Regions from separate parts of the Pan troglodytes genome. Here region 2 is linked to region 1. The links are chromatin contacts, called in public capture Hi-C maps. All regions are on one chromosome and are shown on one strand. Each heading gives the region's core, a stretch centred on a gene start, on an enhancer-like site or on the middle of the called end of the contact. The rest is flanking DNA. Distances are from core to core; before and after follow the strand shown.

Region 1 (2,700 bases), core at 121-2,620:
CCTTGGGCTATTTTAACACGCCTCTTATCTCTACCACCAGGGTCCTTGAAGGTAGAAGGCTCTTACTTCAAACCCTTGGACCTCCTTGTCTGGAAATAACCTCCTGCCTTGATCAAATAAGGTGCTTCATGAACAGCTTCCAAATGAGTGAATTAGCTCAGGGGGCTCTAAGACCCCAAGAAACAAACTTATAACCATGCTTGATGAAGGCCTATTTTTCTGAGCATCTGCAAATAGAGTTGTCAGGGCATTATACTCAAATGGACAAGATAATGTATCATTATTATTATTATTTTTGAGACAGACTGTCACTCTTGTCACCCAGGCTGGAGTGCAGTGGCACGATCTCGGCTTACTGCAACCTCTGCCTCCCAGGTTCAAGCGACTCTTGTGCCTCAGCCTCCCGAGTAGTTGAGATTATAGGTGCCCACCACCACGCCTGGCTGATTTTTGTATTTTTAGTAGAGACTAGGTTTTACCATGTTGGCCAGGCTGGTCTCCAACTCCTGGCCTCAAGTGATCTGCCTGCCTCGGCCTCCCAAAGTGCTAGGATTACAGGTATGAGCCACTGCGCCTAGCCTCTATTATTTTATTTTAAAGGAGGTTCACATTTATAAATAAAAGCTGAACCCTAAAATGCTGGTCTTTAGGAATGCTCACTCTACTTTATAAAATGAGATGTTGCCCTATTTAAAAAAATGCTGGTCTTCCTTTGTTAAATTATTGTTTGCTTCTGAAACTAAATTATACAGATCTGTTGAATATCTCATTTTAGTGATGACTGCAGTCATTCTAATATAAAAAAGCAAATATTTTGACTGAATAAGTTCAATTGGAGATTTCACTTTCTATTAAAGTATATTTTAAAAATAATTATGGCACATATTACTGTACCATTGAGTTTTATAATGTATTTAACAAAAGAAATCTGAGATTTGAAAATGATACTAAATAAAAGTGAAACCTGTATTCTTCTTTTTTTTTCTTTGTCTTTCCTAAGATGGAGTCTTGCTCTGTCACCCAGGCTGGAGTGCAGTGGCGTGATCTTGGCTCACTACAACCTCCACCTCCTGGGTTCAAGCGATTCTCCTGCCTCAGCCTCCCGAGTAGCTGGGACTACAGGTGCCCACGAGCACACCCAGCTAATTTTTAAAAGGGTTCTAACTTATTTGCTGCTGTGACTGAGTCTCATGGAATGTCTTCATTGGATAAACTTCAATTGGCGTTTGGTTTTTTAAATCATCCATCCTACTGAGTTTCACAGGTAACTCAGGACTCCATGTTCAAATAAAAATGGAGAGTTCTACCCAAATAAGCCCATCTCTAGGTGCTAGTGTCCAGGACAACTGCTCTATTCCTGGAACTGCAGACTGTGGGGGCCCAGAGGGGCTCTGGGATCATCCCTTAATCTCCGAGTTGAGCAAACAGGCCTGGTAGAGGTGACCTGATTTGCCCAATTCCCAAAGCCTGTCAAGGGCAGGGCAGGGCCTTGCACCCAGGGTTCTTGTTACAACATCCACTTCAAACAGCACCCAAAACAGATTTTAGTATTCAGTTCCCAAAGGATGCCGGTAAGCCAGACAGTAGGTGATACCTCATACTGGAAGGCGGCAGGTGTGTGGGAAAGGTGTAACTTGAGCAAGTTGAGCCCTAGCTAAATACAACCAAAAATGGTGTTTGTGTCACAGCTTCTGAATGCCTCTGTGAGAACTAGATTATGGAGGAACTAAAGCAGGCCTCGGGTTTCAGCCCTGATGCTTCACACCGGCCTTCTTGACACTCCAAGATCTGGGCACAACGCGCATTGTGTGCGATGCCTCGCTGCTCTTTATTATTCTGACTTCGTGGCACAGACCCTCATCTGTTTCAGCTCCTCCGATGTCCATTCCTATGACTAGTATTCGGAAACAGTGACAGCAACACTAGGTCCCTTAGGATTCAGTGGCATCAGATTGCAATTAATCTATAAAGTAGCAGTTCCTCTCCTGAGCATCTTCTCACAGCAAATCTGCCAATGCCACCAAAAGCTTTCCTTGTTCTACCACTATGTTACATGCCAGAAGAAAGCAGGTGCTTCAGGTAAAGGCCGGAATACCATGAATAAGAACAGGGCAGGTACAGTGCCTCTGGGAGTGTAGCATTAGGTCAGAAAGTTCCTCTCCCCTCCTCTGCAATGACTCAGACTGAGCCAGAAATATTAATATGAGGACGCTTTGCCAGCATCCAGCCGCTCAAGCCCCACCCACCCTTAAGGCTCTCAAACCTCATTGGCGGCTGTGGCCACAGTGTCATTTGATGATCAGGTTGCCATGACAGCCTAGTGTAGCCAGTTTCCAATGAAACCTGCCTACACTTGGCAGTTACACACACAATGAGCAAAATTCTCTGTGCTTCCGAGAAGACAGCCCCTCAGGATTTGAAAGCTTGAATGCCGCTGAGGGCACCTCCCACTCCAGAGTAATGGCTTTCTTCTCCAACTGAAGATTAACTGTAAGACAAAGATAAAGGGAAAAACTGGAACAGTTCCTAGAATAAAAGCTTGCAGGAACCTGACTCACTAGCAGACATATTTAAACAGGGGAAGTGAGAGCAAAACAAAGTAGTGCTTCTGGGACACTGAGAAGCCTGAGAACCAAAGTGAACTTTTCTTTTTTTCTTTTAAACAGACTCTTGCTCTGTCACCCAGGCTGGAGTACAGCG
Region 2 (2,700 bases), core at 73-2,572, 140 kb after region 1:
TCTTTACTAAAAACACAAAAATTAGCCAGGTGTTGTGGTACATGCCTGTAATCCCAGCTACTTAGGAGGCTGAGGCACAAGAATCACTTGAACCCAGCAGGTGGAGGTTGCGGTGAGCCGAGATCGTGCCACTGCACTCCAGCCTGGGCCATAGAGTGAGACTCTGTCTCAAATAATAATAATAATAATAATGGCCAGGTGTGGTGGCTCACGCCTGTAATCCCAGCACTTTGGGAGGCCAAGGGGGGCAGATCACCTGAGGTCAGGAGTTCAAGACCAGCCCGGCCAACACAGTGAAACCCCGTCTCTACCAAAAATAGAAAAATTAGTCGAGCTTGGTGGTGGGCACCTGTAATCCCAGCCACTCAGGAGGCTGAGGCAGGAGAATTGCTTGAACCCGGGAGGCAGAGGTTGCAGTGAGCTGAGTTTATGCCCTTGCACTCCAGCCTGGGCAACGAGAGCGAAACTCCATCTCAAAAAAATAAATAAATAAAACAAAATAGTTTTTTAGTGGATTCCTTAAGGGTTCTCTGTATGAAAGACCAAGTCATCTGTTAATATAGTTTGAGTTCTTCCTTTCCACTACTAGGTATTTTTCTTATTTATTTGGTCTTCTTCTTTCTCCTCCCACCAGAATGTAAGCTGGTTACTGCCGTGGTTCGAGTGCCTAGAACAGGGCCTGGTACACACTGGTGCTCAGTTGTTTGATGATAAATGAATCATCATCAAGAATGAATGAATAAGTGGAGCCAGCATGACTAGGCTCAGGTGATGCCCCCAGCCTAGGGCCCCCACTCCTGTGGCACCTGCCTATAGGGATTAGATCTGTCCCGTCCTCCCGTCTTCAGCCCTGACCTTTCTGCTTGTCCCCAGTCTTGGTTGCAGAGGGTTGTTGGAGCTCACCCTCCTAACAAGCTAGGTGCATTCTGGTGACATCACAGAGCCTTCACCGGGCCAGGCACTTTGCAGGATTCATTTCACTCAGTGCTCCCACAACAGCGGCCACGACAGGGGCGGTGTGCCCTAGTGAGTGTGCAGGGTGTGGCCCAGGTCTGCCTGCCCTCTTGACCCTTGTCACCGCCTTGGCAGGAGCACAGGGTAAGCCTTGGTCACATCCTCAGAGTCTTGTGGAGCCTGGAGGGGGCTCCTCATAGAAAGTGAGGCTTAGGGGCTTTCATTGGCTAAGGAAACGGGACTCCCTCATTCATGCTGTTTTCTCTCTTTGGAACTGTCTCCTCCACCTGGCTACTCCCCAGGCTCATTCTATCCTGAGCTTGAATGTCACCTTCCCTGATTCATCTGTTCCCCCGCCCTCTCCTGGTGACACTGAGTCATCACTGGGTAAATACAGTCTGCAGTGGCTCATCCCAGCACCTGCTTGGCACTCAGAGACCTGGGCGGTGCCTCGGGGCAGAGCAGGGTACTACAGGCCCCACAACACCACAGGTTCTCCTCGCCAGGCTTTCCCGGGCTCCTGAGCCAAAGTGGCGACTGAGAGCCCTGACTCTGAAGTCATACAGTCCTGGGTTTAAATCCTGCTTTGCCAATCACTGGGGATATGAGCTCGAGTGGCGGGTAGGGTGGCCTTCTTTTGGAGTTTCAGTGCCCTCAGCAGTAGAAGGGGTGGCATAGAGCCCACCTTGCAAGGCTGCCATGCAAAGCAAACCTGGCGATGCTCAGGGGAGGCTTGGCTGCGGCCCTCTCCGACCCTCTGCCCCGAGGCCTCGATCTGGCAGTTAACCCACTCTCCTCGGGTCACTTCCTTAGCTGTCCCCTTGGCGGTTGTGCTTAGGTGGGATGAGCTGGAGATAACGTCTCTCACACTGTCTCCTCCCTTCCCTGGCCGCCCCTTCCTGAGCACGGGCTCTGCCAGGCAGGCTGTATGGAGATGGGGAGCTGCTCGGGGATGCGGAGCTCGGTTCTGCCACGTGCCGCTGCCACCCCCAGATCCTGCCAAGGCCCCCGCAGCAGTTGGGAGGGGCTTGGATGAGCTGCTGCCACTGGCTCCCACTCACTCCCAGGGCACAAAGCATCTCTCCAGTAAAGGGGTGCTGAATTTTTCAGCATGGTCATGCTCTCCAACTCAGGAGGAACCGGGGGGCTAGAAGACCAGAGCCCTCTGCTTAGTGTTGGTGAAGCTGAAGCCCCCAGGTCGCTGTCTCCGCACCCAGAGTCCAACTGCTTGGGTTAATCCCCATTCTGCTCTTACCTGTGGTGGGCCTCAGGTGAGGGTCTTAGCCTCCGGGCCCCCGGTTTCTTTGACTGGGGATTGAGCTGATGATGTGGCTGCTCCATACAGAGGTTGGAAAGGTTTGGCATGACCACCTTTCTCTGGCACTTGGAGCAGGCTCCAGGGCCTGCTGGCTCTTGTGAAGTTCTTTGAACAGTGCCTGGCACATGGGAAGCACTGTGTGGGTATCAGCTGTTGTTACTATTGCCATTGTTGTTATTAGTGATGAAGAAGGCAGCTCTGGAGTCAGGAGGAACCAGGCTTCGGGCCCAGCTCAGCTATCTACTGGCTGGGAGGTGTGGGGCAGCTTGCCTAGCCTCGGTCTCTTCATCTTTGAAATGGGCTGAGTAGTCCAGCCTAAGACTATTGTGAGGGTCATGAGGCAGTTGGCAGAGCCTGGCTTTGGAGGAGGTAATGGCAGTGCAGGGAACTGCCCAAGGTCTAAGAGCAAGGTGGCGGGAGCAGCACTG

What was found. Capture Hi-C pulls out chosen DNA fragments and counts their contacts.
Region 2: a contact with region 1 is called in a capture Hi-C map of stem cell-derived neural stem cells, with 5 times the contacts expected there. The contact joins two enhancer-like sites. A contact is called at or near these places in 2 of 7 Hi-C or Micro-C datasets (induced pluripotent stem cells and stem cell-derived neural progenitor cells), 1 of 1 datasets of contacts at active chromatin or transcription factors (stem cell-derived excitatory neurons) and 1 of 1 other capture datasets (stem cell-derived neural stem cells).

The regions. Positions count from the first base shown.
Region 1 is chr11:10,356,886-10,359,585 of NHGRI_mPanTro3-v2.0_pri, forward strand. The region is part of intron 1 of SLC25A25 (solute carrier family 25 member 25); the gene reads right to left. Among named protein-coding and RNA genes, the nearest start is that of SLC25A25, 29 kb to the right of the region's middle. Within about 2 kb of position 1,371, at least 6 of the 24 cell types and tissues checked have an H3K27ac peak or open chromatin away from gene starts, as enhancers often do. A contact at or near this core is called in stem cell-derived neural stem cells, where this site is marked.
Region 2 is chr11:10,499,044-10,501,743 of NHGRI_mPanTro3-v2.0_pri, forward strand. All of the region lies in intron 1 of EEIG1 (estrogen-induced osteoclastogenesis regulator 1), which reads left to right. Among named protein-coding and RNA genes, the nearest start is that of DPM2, 18 kb to the right of the region's middle. Within about 2 kb of position 1,323, at least 11 of the 24 cell types and tissues checked have an H3K27ac peak or open chromatin away from gene starts, as enhancers often do. A contact at or near this core is called in stem cell-derived neural stem cells, where this site is marked.